Linked DNA regions of Capra hircus: region 2 is linked to region 1. The links are chromatin contacts, called in public Hi-C maps. All regions are on one chromosome and are shown on one strand. Each heading gives the region's core, a stretch centred on a gene start, on an enhancer-like site or on the middle of the called end of the contact. The rest is flanking DNA. Distances are from core to core; before and after follow the strand shown. Region 1 overlaps LMTK2 (serine/threonine-protein kinase LMTK2). Region 2 has its middle 31 kb from the start of OCM2.

Evidence for each region. Hi-C and Micro-C count contacts between places; a contact is called where the count stands out from the background.
Region 2: a Hi-C map of blood shows a contact between it and region 1, with 3 times the contacts expected there. The contact joins two enhancer-like sites. A contact is called at or near these places in 2 of 5 Hi-C or Micro-C datasets (both in blood).

Annotation. Positions count from the first base shown.
Region 1 is chr25:38,698,451-38,705,112 of ARS1.2, reverse strand. It overlaps LMTK2 (serine/threonine-protein kinase LMTK2), which reads left to right. Exons shown (of 14, transcript XM_018040576.1): 7 at 5,356-5,492. Among named protein-coding and RNA genes, the nearest start is that of BHLHA15, 33 kb to the right of the region's middle. Within about 2 kb of position 3,577, at least 1 of the 5 cell types and tissues checked has an H3K27ac peak or open chromatin away from gene starts, as enhancers often do.
Region 2 is chr25:38,777,785-38,784,965 of ARS1.2, reverse strand. No RefSeq gene overlaps it. Among named protein-coding and RNA genes, the nearest start is that of OCM2, 31 kb to the left of the region's middle. Within about 2 kb of position 3,610, at least 1 of the 5 cell types and tissues checked has an H3K27ac peak or open chromatin away from gene starts, as enhancers often do.

The sequences.
Region 1 (6,662 bases), core at 2,328-4,827:
TGCCCACTCGGGCATGGCGGGGAGAGGGGCCCCGACGATGCCGGCCTCGAGCTGGGCACCGAGTCTTCCGAGCAGGTGCCGCAACTTCGTTTTACGGATGAGAAGACTGCTGCGAGGGAGGAACAGGGCTCTGCCGGCCACGCCCAGGACCACGCTTTCTCTTGGCCGCCTCCTTGTCTGAGTCACATATTTGCCGTGGCGAAGTGGGGATTTTAACTGATAGCTTAATTTTATTCTACATACTTTTGTATCAGGTGGGGTTAATGCCTGTACAGGGTTCCATCAGTTGTGTTCCATCAGTGGGAAGCCTCCCTGAACTGGCCTTTTGTTCAGAAATGGCATGTCTTGTTCACGAATGAACTTGTGAAGTAAGCCCACACACGGGGACCCTTCCAGACATACGGAGATGAGTGATGTGCCCTGCGCCTCAGGAGTGTGAGGAGAAGAGAGGGGGCGTGGGCTTACGGTGGAGCAGAGGGGACACGTGGACAGTGTCCCCAGCTCAGAGCCCGCAGAGGGGACACGTGCCAAACAACGACACGGCATGATCAGGCTTGGTGGTGGGGCGATGTGGGCAGCTGCTGGGGGGGTGCCATATTCCCAAGGCCCAGCCAGTGGCCCCTCCTGGACAGAGCACTCAGGGCAGCTGGTGCTGGGGTTTGAGAGGGTCCTCCCAGCATGTGACTGCTGCCCTGGGCCCCGTGGCCCAGGCTCCCTCTGACTGTAGGTCCAGGACTTGGTGATGGGTGGTGGTGGGCGTCCCGGGACACAGCAGACTCCAGCATGAGGACTCTGGTTTTGGCTGAATGCCCTGGGGAAACGGAGATGCCAGTTCCTGAGACGGAGCAGATCTCAGAGCTTTGCACTCTGTGCGTTGGGTTGGAGGTGCCTTTCGGGCATCCCGGGAAGGGTGTCGAGTGAGCAGCTGACAGATGAGCCTGGGGCTCGGGGGTGGGGGTGGAGGTCTGAGCCAGAGAAGCGTGTGAGAGATGATGTTCAGTGCCCGTGGGATGATACGCCCACCCGGGAACAGGTGTTGCGGCGAGGAGGGACGAGGACCATGGACAGAGCCCTGCTTGTGCCGGCGCCTGCTGACGAGGGAGAGGGAGGAGGTTCTGCACAGGGGCCTGGAGAGGAGCGACCGGGGAGCTCAGAAGGAGGAGGCCGGTGGGGAAGGAAGGAGCGGGCCCTCACTGGGTTCTGCTGGTGACCGCTGACCTTGCGTCCGGCAGAAGCGGCCGGGGATAGCTGATGGGAGCAGCTGGAGCCAAGCCTGTTGGGGGTTAGGGGGCAGGCCAGCCGGCAGGCCCAAAGCCCTGTGTCCATAAGAGGGAGGTGGGATGGGCTCAGGAGCTGGGTATGCGGGCGGAGGGGCATGCACAGATTCTATGAGCAGAGATGGGATGGGCTCAGGGAGGGTAATTCGTGATGGGAGGAGGTGCTGTGGGGGTGTGGGCGTGGACAGGTGGGTCTTGAGTGCTGGCGAGGGCAAGAGGCGCAGTCCGAGTGAGGAGTGAGAACCCTTGGGCTGGCAGTTCCCAGGGCCTCCCGCCTGGTGCAGAGGTTTGATTTCCTCAGTGGATGCTGAGCAGGTGGCTGTCGATGCCATTCCTTCATCCTTTCAGTCAAATTTTTGTTTAAAAACAAAGTTTTCTCCCAAATCCTTCTGTTAAACGTATGAGCAATTGTAATTTCTAATCTATTTGTTTGTTGGGTGGGTTTTTACGCCGTGTTGAAGTGAATTCATGGTTCTCCGTGTCCGGAGGAAAGCTGGACCGAGCACTCGGGGCAGCCGGTGTTGGGGTTTGGGAAGGTCCTCCCGAGGAAGCATCTGAAGGTCCACGTGCCTCAGTGCAGAGGGGGCCAAGCTACCACTCTGGTGTCTGAGGTCTCAGTACCAGCGCTTTGCTGCCATCTAGCGTCCTAAGGTTTTCTTGAGTTTTTTACGGAAGGGCATTAGGGAGGGTGTGAGAAATACTTAAAACTTGGATAAAGGGAACTTTGTATTGTTTCAGAATACATTGCTGTTCTCAGTGTTTCTCTTTTTAAGTAATGCTGCTGCTGCTGCTAAGTCACTTCAGTCGAGTCCGACTGTGTGACCCCATAGACGGCAGCCCATCAGGCTCCTCTGTCTCTGGGATTCTCCAGGCAAGAACACTGGAGTGGGTTGCCATTTCCTTCTCCAATGCATGAAAGTGAAAAGTGAAGTGAAGTAGCTCAGTCGTGTCTGACCCTCAGCGACCCCGTGGACTGCAGGCCTCCAGGCTCCTCCGTCCATGGGACTCTCCAGGCAGGAGTACTGGAGTGGGTGCAATTGTGGGCAAAGTAATAATCCCAGTGGGCTCACTCAGCATCATTAAAGCGTAAGCCAGATGCCTACACTTCACAGCTTCATCCGTTCTGGATAGAATGGATCCATTTTAGCAGGTATAGAAACATCTTTGCTGTAGTTGAAGATCTTACGCTGATTTTTCTTTAGCACGGTGGTGCCAGGAGAGCGCTGGGGTTCTTTCTAGAACATAGAAGTAGCCCTGGGCCCCTCCCAGCCTGTCGCAGGTCTTGTCCGGGAGAAGCTGATCTGCTCCTCAGGAACCGCTGATGTTGACTCCGCAGGTTAGAGACGTGTTTGCCCGGGCTGTGCTCACCCTCCCCCTCTCCTCCCCACCCCAGGGCAGGTGGGGAGAGACTGAGTTTTTGCCAAGCTGGAAACCTTCAGAGCTGAAGCAAAATCTCCTTCTGTTTATTATACTTTATCTCCTGGTGAAATTTGGGGAGTGGCCTATTGTGAAGAGAAGATAACTTAAGAACAGTGAGTGGTAAGGAATATACTTTAGGTAACCTTGAAAAACAGCTACACCCACTCCGCCATTCCTGCCTTCATGGCCAAAATCACTCGGGAAGTGTTTGCTGTTGGCCAGCAGCTCCTGTTTGCTTTGAGAATCAGCCAGACGCAGAACAGCATAGTCCTACTTTTGTGTGAGGGTAGTTTTTTCCTTAGATGGACATTGAAGGAAGGGGGTTAGGCAGATGCCTTTTAAGTTGTCATTTCACTGGTAAGGTGAACAAACTTCAGCTCTCTGTTCTCATATTTCGTTTCCGTGTGGGCTACCTTATGAAAATCCCATGAGCCTGTAGGCCCCATGCTTTCTGCTGGAGTTTTTCTGGGCTAATTTAATTGTCACCCATAGTAAAGTGAACTCGCTCAGTCATGTCTGACTCTATGTGACCCCACGGACTGTAGCCTACCAGGCTCCTCCCTCCATGGGATTCTCCAGGCAAGAGTCCTGGAGTGGGTTGCCATTTCCTTCTCCAGGGGATCTTCCCAACCCAGGGGTTGAACCTAGGTCTCCCACATTCCAGGCAGACACTTTAACCTCTGAGCCGCCAGGGAAGCCCTTATTCCCACCACTTCTGCGCTGGACAGAGCCTAGCCTGGGTGAAGGTGGGTTGGGGTGGTGAGGAGACTGTATTTTTCTTAACGGGGAAGCGTGTTTCCGGTCTGGAGCAGCTTGTAGTTGTGCGGGGGTGCGGAAGGGGAAAGGCCGTGTTTGCAGAGAAGCAGGAGCACGGCGGTGGGGGTGAGCACCCAGCCTGGTCCGGGGCGGCCGCTCCATGGTGGAGCAGCCCGCTGAGTCGGGGAGAGTCCTAGAGAGCGTGTGGTCGACTCTGGTCGACTTGACGTTCATTCTTGTAAGATAACTGATTTGCTCTGCATACTAATTGGATTCACTCACCAAACAGAATTTTCTTGGCAGGTAAACCGAAGAGTGGACGTGCAGGCCCATTGTTTGTTAGCTCTGTGACCTTGGGCAAAGCTCTCACCCTCCCTAAGCCTCTTCCACGTCCGGAAAGTGGTTCGAATTGTGAGAGTTATTTGCGGTAACAGGTGCAGAAACTCCCAGCACAGTGCTTGGCTCCTGCTTGAAAGCCCAGATGGTAACAGTTATTGACACCAGTGTTGCTGTTGTTCATTCGCCACGTCGTGTCCGACTCTCTGCAACCCCACAGACTGCAGCACGCCAGGCCTCCCGTCCCTCACCCTCTACCAGAGTTTGCCCAAGTTCATGTCCGTTGAATCGGTGATGCCATCCAACCATCTCATCCTCTGTCACCCTCTTCTCTTTCTGCCTTCAATCTTTCCCAGCCATGAGAACCCCATGACACCAACATCATCGTCCATATAAAGATCAATGAAACTGGGAATGAAAGCAAATTCAGGTTCTTGGTGTGGACTTGATGTTGCCTTGGAACACACGTAGTGTTGAGTGTGGGCAAAGGCAGCAGAGGAAGGCTGTTCTCAAGTCTGATTTGAGAGGTTTGATCAGTTTGCTGTCTTCTGTAGCCATCCTTAGGAAGGTATTCGATTCTTTTAATCGGTCAAGGAATTTTCTTCTTCGGGCATCTTTTTTGACTCACATTAAAAAAAACTGAAAACTTTTGACTTGCTTTTTCTAAATTTTATTAACTGATTATATATAAAGCTTTACCTTGGAATTATATTACATCAATAAATACTTAATCATGTGGTGAGCAGAACATGGAAGATTGCCTCAGAGGTGTATTTCCCCAAAGAGATACACGGTAAATTCCCCAGGACATACCACCTTGAGAGTCAGGAAATAGAAACCGAGAAAGGTGTGTGTGTATTGTGGGGGGCGGAGTGGGGGTTCCTTCGAGAGTACCCGGGACATTGAAACACCTGTGTGCTGGGGTCTAAGTGTGAATTTGTTCAATTTCCTGTCCTTTGAACAGACTTAATTAGAGTCACATCATGAATGTTTCTGAAGTGGCCTTAGTGTTCTTTTTCACAGGGGCTGTGGGGGAGCCGGCAAAGAATTGAAGCCATTACCGGCCCTCGAAAATGCTTTTTCTTCCTTTTCCATCCATTTTTCTTTCTTTCCTTCCCTCTGTGTTGTTCCTGAAAGCTACTGTGATGTGACCTCCCCTGGAATCCTTGAAGGTGGTGTGAATGGCCCCTCTTGTTTACTCTCCATCATCTTCTTTCAGTGACCTGGAAATTTCTGTACATCTACACTAAATGTGAATTGTGTCAGTGTAAAATTATCTTTAATTTATTATTATTATTTTTTAGCCATTGTTATCCATGTGTTTCTATAACAAAGGTAAACTAATGTTGAATTTAGAATGATCCTAAAAGAAGAAGGACATTTTCTCAAGCTTTGAAGTATTTGGTTGGAATTGCTGTTTTTGTAATTTTAAATGTGTTCAGTAAGATTCTTAATTAAGCTCAAATCTGAGTAATTTCCAAGAAGTCACATCAGCATCTCTGTCAGCTGAGATGCCCGTCTGTCCCCCCGGTCCTCTCTGGAAACTGACCTGGGCTGGTTCTCACAGGGCGACCTGAAGGCTTACCTGCGTGGCGGCGAGCCGGAGCCGGCGCGGGGGGACGCGCAGACCATGCTGCTGCAGAGGCTGGCGTGCGAGATCGCAGCGGGGCTGGCGGCCATGCACAAGCGGCACTTCCTGCACAGGTGGGTCCCTCCGCTCGCACGCCTCCCCCACACCCACCCCCAAACGTGGCACCGGCTCTGCCGGAAGCCCAAGGAGGACTAGCTGTGGGTGTGAACTTTCGATTTATAAACAAGATGTCCCCTCCTGCCCAGGGTCAGAACAAGGGTCGAGCTGGGCTCCGTCTAAACCAGCACCAGGGAACAGAGTGCCTGAATACAGCATGAGGCCTAGAGGGTATTGCCAGAATCTCCAAGCACGCGAAAGGGTGTGATGCTCAGAGTCGAGACTGAGCAGTTCCGGTCTGCCTTCCAGACCCCTGCCTCAGCATCCCCCTCGAGTCAGCCTCAGGCTCCGCCTCCACCCGCTGGGTGCCATTGTCACATTGTGGCCCTCTCCGGTTCTGGAGGAGGGCTCTGAGGGTCTGATGTCTTCTTCTGATAGAAGGTCCCAGTGTCGGCCTCTAGTCGGCACTCCGAGAGGCCACTGTGACTGGTCGGGGGTGCTGGGGTTGGTGTGAGCAGCCCTGGGGTCGGGGTAATGCATCTCTCCAGACCTTTTTGGTCCCACTTGAACAGTCACAGCTCTCAGAGCGCGTCGTAGTTTGTTCAGATCATCCACATAATTGTTTTAATTAGGATGGCAAAGGGCTTTGAGTCCTGAGATGATGATTCTTTAAACTCAGAAAGAGACTCCTGTTTGTTCTCCTCCAGGCTTTTCAGCTCTGATTTGTGTTTGAAATGTTTTCTCAGGTCTCTGGACAAATTGGGCAGAGTGTGTGTGTGTGTGTGTGTGCACGCGCGCGCCCGCGTGTGCATGTATGCATGCATGCTCAGTCATGTCTGACTCCTGCGTGCTAAGTGTGTGTGTATGCACGTGTGCGTGCATGCATGTACACTCAGTCATGTCCGAGCACCGCACGCCCCCTCCCCCTGACCCCAGGCTCCTCCATCTGAATACTGAAGTGGGTTGCCATTTCCTCGTCCAGGGGATTTTTCTGACCCAGGGATTGAACCCATGTCTCCTGAGTCTCCTGCATTGTCAGGTGGGTTCTTTACCACTGAGCTGTCTCTTTAGTTGACTTTAATTAAATCATTTTACTCTTAACAACCAAAAGACCTGAAAAGGAATACATGTGTGTACTGACGTGGGGACACAGGTTGCACAGGTTGTGTATTTTATATACACACATA
Region 2 (7,181 bases), core at 2,361-4,860, 80 kb before region 1:
TCATCACCCTGAAAAGGAAACCCCATACCAATAAACCATTGCTCCTCACTCTCCCCCTTCTTTCTTCCCTGACAACCGCCAATCTACTTTCTCTTTATAGATTGGCCTGTTCTTAATGTAGCATATACATGGAATTTTAGAATATTTGTCCTTTTGTATCTGGCTTATTTCATTGAGCATAATGTTTTCAAGCTTCATCTATGTTGTAGCACCTGTATTTCATTCCTTTTCATGGTCAAGTAATATTCCAGGATGTGTCCATTCATCCAGGGGTGGGCGTTTAGTTATCTCTGCCTTCAAGTTACTGTGAATAATGCCGCTCTAACCGCACCGGTGGCTGTGAAGGGATTTGGTGTTTTTGCAGGATGTGTGTGGACTCCCAGGTGGCGCTGGTGGTAAAGAACCCGCCTGCCAGAGCAGGAGACATACAAGACTTGGGTTCGACCCCTGGGTGGGGAAGATCCCCTGGAGGAGGGCATGGCGACCCACTCCAATGTTCATGCCTAAAAGATCCCATGGATGGAGGAGCCTGGCAGTCCATGGTTCATAGGGTCACAAAGAGTCAGACATGACTAAAGTCACTTAGCTCTCACGCGTGTATTTGGCATATAATCGTTATAGAAAGTGAACGTGAAAGCGTTGGTCTGTCTGTCCTGTGCGATTCTACAGTCTCTCAGCTGTGTCCGACTCTTTGCAACCCCACGAACTATAGCTCGTTAGGCTCCTCTGTCCACGGAATTCTCCAGGCAAGAATACTGGAGTGGGTAGCCATGCCCTTCTCCAGGGGATCTTCCCGATTCAGGGATCAAACCCGGGTCTCCTTAATTCAGGCAGATTCTGTACCATCTGAGGCACTCATATCAAATATCCTTTTCTAGAGGAGCCAAGATATCCACGTCTAGAAATAGTCATCACAAATAGACTTTTTTATTTATAGACTATAGGTGTTTTTGGTTGCTAATGGCAACTGAAGCAATATTTCAGATTTACAGACCTGGCCACAGATAGCAACAGAAGAGTCTCATTTCCTTTCCCAGAATATAAACTTTCTCTGATTCACAAAGAAGTCTCAATGAAAAATGTCAAAATTAATAACAATAATATCCAGAAGTTACTGAGCGGTTAACCACATGTCAGACTGTGGGCTCTGTTGTATGAAACAGCTTCTATTTTTATCTCTGTCTTACACACGAACTCTCTAAAGCTGAATGGCTATTAAATGGGAAGTAAACGGCTGTTTGGTGTCCTGGGGTTCATAAGTGGCCAAGCAGAGAGTGAGGCTGGGCATACTGAGCCCAGGACCTGTGCTCTTACCCAGGACCCTGTGCCGTCTCTGGAGGTGATCGCTCCCTTTGAATCCCGGATGCTGCGGGAGGAGCTGTGGTCTCCGGGCCAGCAGCAGAGTCTGGAAGCCCTGCGATGGCCATGGGGAAACCAGCCCCCTCTGAGCCTCAGTTTCCTCATCTGAAAGCAAGAAGACTGGACTGAGTGCTTAAGGCCCAGCTGCTCTGACACCCCAGGACCCCTCGTCTTGGGGAAGAGGGCAGACCCCTCACCTTTGCCCATGGAAAACAGCCTCCATGGCCTTTGGGAAGACAGTATTGGTCATCGGCATGGCTGGGCCGAGAAATAACCAGCAAGAGGGAGTCTCCTTGTTCCAGACTGTTTTGTCTCCAGTCTCCCTCTGCGAACACTTGAAATCAAAATCGGGCCTGGGAGTTTGGAGTCTGGGGGTGAGGGAGGTGTCCTCAGAAAAGAACCCCACATTTGGGGCCTGGCCCAGTGCTGACCCACCCACACGTGGGCTGGGGACAGGACATGCCCTCTTGCCCACCAGCCCCGGGGCTGACTGGCACTGCCTGCCTGCCAGCGGGACCCCACAGACGCTGAATCCAGCCCAGCACCAAGCCTGGAATCCGGATCTGCTGGTCGGCAGATGCGTTCTGTTTAATCAAGAAAAGTGGATCCCTGGACCCTGCCGCCACCACGCTGAGCTAATGCTTTGGAAAGAGGTGTAGGGTTTGCAGCCACGGAGGACGTAAGGGAGAGCCTTTCTGCCTTGTCACTGTGACTCTTCCCCGAGGAAGCCAGAAATAGCCGTGGTGGGGCCGGGGTTCTGCCTGGGAAGGGCTTCCCCTCAGAGAGCAGGTGACAGTGCGGCCTTTCTGTGGAACTCAAAAGCCCTTATCTAATTAACAGGTCAGAGAACCTATAAATCTCTTTTATGACGGGCCAAGGCAAGTCCTCTATGGTGAACTAACCCATCCCCTTGGGAGCAGGATGACGCAGGCAGGAATCAATAAAAATAGATGCCCGGGATGCGGGTGGGGTCCTGGGCGAGTCCCAGCCCCTCTCTGGAGCTACTTCAGGCTACTTGATATGTGACGTTTCAAATTTTCACATGGAGAGGGTATTATGTGTAAGCTGTGTATTTCTTAGGTAATTAAATCTTAATTTTTGAATCTTAAAATTTAAAAGACCACTCAATTGGAAACCACCATGGTTTTTCTCCTACAGACCTTAGGAATGTCCTCATCTGCATATTATTATTTTGCTCTCAAATTGAGTTTGTTTTCCCTGTTTTGTTTTCCTCATAGCTGTTATGTCTTTGAAATTATCTTAGGCATCGGTTTACTTTGAGGGGCGTGGGGAGTCTATCTCCACTTGTTAAAATGTAACAGTAATAAAGTCATATAGGAGAGAATATTCTTTTAATATCCCCATCTTATAGATGAGGACACTGAGGCTCAGCGAGGTGAAAAGGTTTGCTCAAGGCTGCTGACTGTAGGATCTGGCTCTTAACCGTCAGCCATGCCATCGCCGGGACCAGCTTGCTGGTCCTAAGGGCAGAGTTCACGGCTAAGGGATCTTTCAGGGCAAGTTTGCTGACGGCCTTATGGGCACATGGTACTGAAGGGGAAACTGTGGTCCACAGGTGCTGTTCCTGTCAGTTCATCCCTAGGGTCTGGCCTGAAAGAGGCTGCTGAGCCCACCGAGAAAAGGCCCCTCAGAGATGCTCAGCACCTGCCCTCACACCCCGCCCCCAGCCTCAGTTCTCCAATTAGTCCCCACCCTCCAGGGACTTGACAGCAGAAATCACTTGTCCCCCTGTGTCTGGCAGCACAAACTTGGCCTCCAGGCTCCTCCTGGAGAAAGGTGGAGAGATTCTGCAGGCTCACCTTTGGGTACCCCTGGATGGGGCACTCCGGGTGACCAGGAAGCAGAGTGCCGCCTCCTGCAGGATTTCCCACCGTCATGCACCTTCGGCTGAGCCGGTGCAGAGACCCCGGGCCTGGCATTCAAAGGGGACCCGTGGCAGCAGGACCTGCCAAGCCATCACCTCTCGCTATTTTTATCTTGAGGGAATGCACCTGATATTTGCAAACAAACCTGGAAAAGTGTCTAAATCTGGGGAAGATGCTTAGCCAGATCAGATTTCTCATGATTTAAGCAGAAAGTTTAAACTTCTCCTTAAGCCCAGAGCCAAGGACAAAGGACAAAGTGCTGGGCTGCGCCCCAGGATGCAGGCTGAGCCAAGAGACGAGCAGGCAGCAGGGGGAGCAGAGAGGCTCTGAAATGTGCTAACTTGCCCCCGCTGCGAGCAGACAGACGGTGCCTGGGACAGGGCCTGCCTGCCAGCGTCGGCGGGACAAACAGGTCCTGTGCCTGGCAGCTCAGGTTTTGTTTCGGGAGCAAAGGAACAGAAACAGTGTAGACTCGGATGCTGAAAAGAGGAAACGAGAGTGGGATTCCCTGGTTTGTTCCCTCCCTGTCAGTGGAGGGGGTCTTGTCTCCTGGGCTCTTGGGGACCCTCAATGATGTTGACCCCAAAGCTGCTGACTGACCCTCAGGTTGGCAGATCTCCAGATTTCCCCCCAAACTGATGAAAGGAAATCTTGTGCTCAATTTTTTTCTTGAAGTTCAGTAGTGTTTCTGTATTTTAATTAAATTTTTTTCTTCATTGTGTTAAAATACGCGTGCCATAAAATTGACCATCCTAACCATTTTCACGTGTACCATTCGGTCGCATGAAGTTCATTCACGTTGTGCAGTCATCACTACCATCCATTCCCATAACACTTGTGTCAATACAGCTGAGACTATCCCTGTTACACACTAACTCCCTTCCCTCCCCTGCCCCGACCCTGCAACCACCATTCCACTTCCTGTCTCTGTGAATTTGACGACTGCAGGTGAATCGCACAGAATTTGTCCTTTTGTGACTGGTTTCTTTCACTCTGCACAGTGTCCTCAAAAGTTCATCCATGTCATGAAAGTGAAACTGAAGTCGCTCAGTCGTGTCCGACTCTTTGCAACCCTGTGGACTGTAGCCCACCAGGCTCCTCCGTCCATGGGATTCTCCAGCAAGAATACTGGAGTGGGTTGTCATTTCCTTCTCCAGGGGATCTTCCCGACCCAGGGATCGAACCCAGGTCTCCAGCATTGCAGGCAGACGCTTTAACCTCTGAGCCACCAGGGAAGCCCATGAAAGCCCATCCGTGTTGTAGCAGGTGTCAGAATTTCCCCGACCCAGGGATCGAACCTGTGTCTCCACATCTCCTGTGTTGGAGGCGGGTTCTTTACCAGCTGAACCATTAGGGAAGCCCCAGCACCTCAGTTTTGGGGTGAAGATGTCCTGGAGGAGGGAATGGCAACCCACTCCAGTATAGCACACAGATGCTGTCATACTGGATGGCTCAGAGTTAGACCCTCAAAACAAGCGTGTAAACGTTGGTGTTACTCACCTGTTTTACAGATAGAGAAACAAAGCCTCTGAGGGATTAAGTCACCTGCCCCGGGGTCATTGAATTGCATTCCCTTGTTACAGCCTTTTGCTTATTTATTCATCTGCCATGAACTCTTGTATTGCTTCCCCATTTTAGCTGTTGTGAATAATGCTGCTGTGAATATTGGTGGGAAAATCTCTCTTCAGACCCTGCTTTCAATTCTTTTGCATGTATACCCAGAAATGAAATTGCTGGATCGTATGGTAATTCTATTTTTAGTTTTTTGAGGAAACATCCTCTTGTTTTCCACAGCAGCTTCATCATTTTACATTCCCAACACAGGGCACCAGGGTTCTAATTTTCCCACATACTCATCAGCACTTGTCATTGTCTTTTTTTTTTTTTTTAATGTAGTAGACACCCTCTGGGTGTGAAGTGGTATCTCATTGAGGTTTTTATTTGCATTTCTCTAATGATTAGAGCTGAAACTCCAGTACTTTGGCCACCTCATGCGAAGAGTTGACTCATTGGAAAAGACTCTGATGCTGGGAGGGATTGGGGGCAGGAGGAGAAGGGGACGACAGAGGATGAGATGGCTGGATGGCATCACTGACTCGATGGACGTGAGTCTGAGTGAACTCCGGGAGTTGGTGATGGACAGGGAGGCCTGGCCTGCTGCGATTCATGGGGTCGCAGAGTCGGACACGACTGAGCGACTGAACTGAACTGAATGATTAGACATATTAAACATCTTTTCCTGTTAACCATTTGTATATCTTCTTTGGAAAAATGTTGACCTGAATCCTTTGCGTGTTATTAATCATATCATTATATGAATGTTAGGACCAAACTGAAGCCAGGACAGGCTCTAAGGGGCAGGCTAGGCCTGAGAAAAGCTGAGGCTCTGGGAACTCCCACAAGCAGTGTAGCTAGACCAATTAGAAAGATTCCCGTAGCCCCCGCCCACGCCAGACCCGAGCCAATCCAGATAGGGATGCGAGGTTTAAAAGTCCCGCGCGGGCTTACGGTTTAACCAATCAGCTATGCTGTTACAGAAACAAAGAACCGTCTGTATAAAAGTATATGTGATTCAGAGCTCGGGGCCCTTGTCGGATTCCACTGTGCTGGATGAAACCTGGGCCCTGGTTGGAGCTAGTAATAAACCCCTTTATGCTTTTGCATTGCTGTGGACGTCTTATTCTCTCAGTTTTGGGAACTCGGACTCTGGGCATAACAATGAAGATCCCTGGGTCGGGAAGATCCCCTGGAGGAGGGCATGGCAACCGATTCCAGTATTCTTGCCTGGAGAATCCCCATGGACAGAGGAGCCTGGCCGGCTGCAGTCCATGGGGTCGGAAAGAGTCAGACACGACTGAGTGACTAAGCACAGCACAGCCATATTGTTTGGGGGATTGTTGAATTGTAGGAGTTCTTTATATGTGTTGGATATTAACCCCTTATCAGACATAAGCTTTGCATCTAATATTCCCCATGGGTTACTTTCTCACTCTGCCAATGGTGTCCTTAGATGCACACAGGTTTTAAATTCGGAGGTATTCCAATTTATCTATTTTTTCCTTTGCTGCCTGTGGTTTTGCTTAACATTTAAAAAGCCATTTTCTTGGAAACCCCCATGGTTTTTCTCCTACTGTTCTTAGAAATGTCCTGACACGCATATCATTGTATTTTTCTAGTAAGGTCTTCCTTCCAAGTGATTTGCATGGGTTCTGACTTCAGTGCGTCCTGGGAGGTGGTGTCTGCAGCCTGGCCGTCTGCACCCCGCAGGTGCCCACATCGATCTGGAAATAATGCCCCAGTGACTCACTGTTTGGGGTTAAGGCCCCCTTGGAGAAAGGCAGGCTGTTCCTGGGATCGTGGCTCTCGGACCTCTTTTAGGCAGAGAGCCCTGGGTGGTAGGCTTCCCCAGGGCTGGGCCTGGTCTCAGCCCTGAGACCAGCCCAGGAGAGAGGTTCAGAGCCCCCAGTGTCATCCTTCCCAGCGGCTCCTGTGCTTCCTCGAGGCCCCTCGAGGGACAGGCCGGCGATGAGGCCCAGGGGGAAGGCGGCACTGCCCACGTGGAGAGAGAGCTCCGGAGAGGTCCCCTGGGTCCCTTCTCTGCACTCTTGCCCCTGGACTCCCCGTTCTCCACGTGCGCGTTCCCTCAGGGGGCCTGGAAATGGCCCCGTTTGGTCAGTCTTTTCCATTCTGGCACTAAGTCATTCTCTGCCATAGACGATCTATTTTGGACCTCCTTTTTTTTCGGTCTGGTCTGCTTGCTTCATGCGTGTGGGTCTCCCGTGGGTTCCACATCAGAGATGCTTCATCCCCTGGCTGATTCTCAGAAACAGAGCCAGCCACGTGGGGCGAGCCATTCTCAGGCACAGATGGCACCGACAGGGGCCAGAGCGGGGGAGGCAGGAGGTGGGCTCTGGTTCTCCACCTGGACCGGCCGTG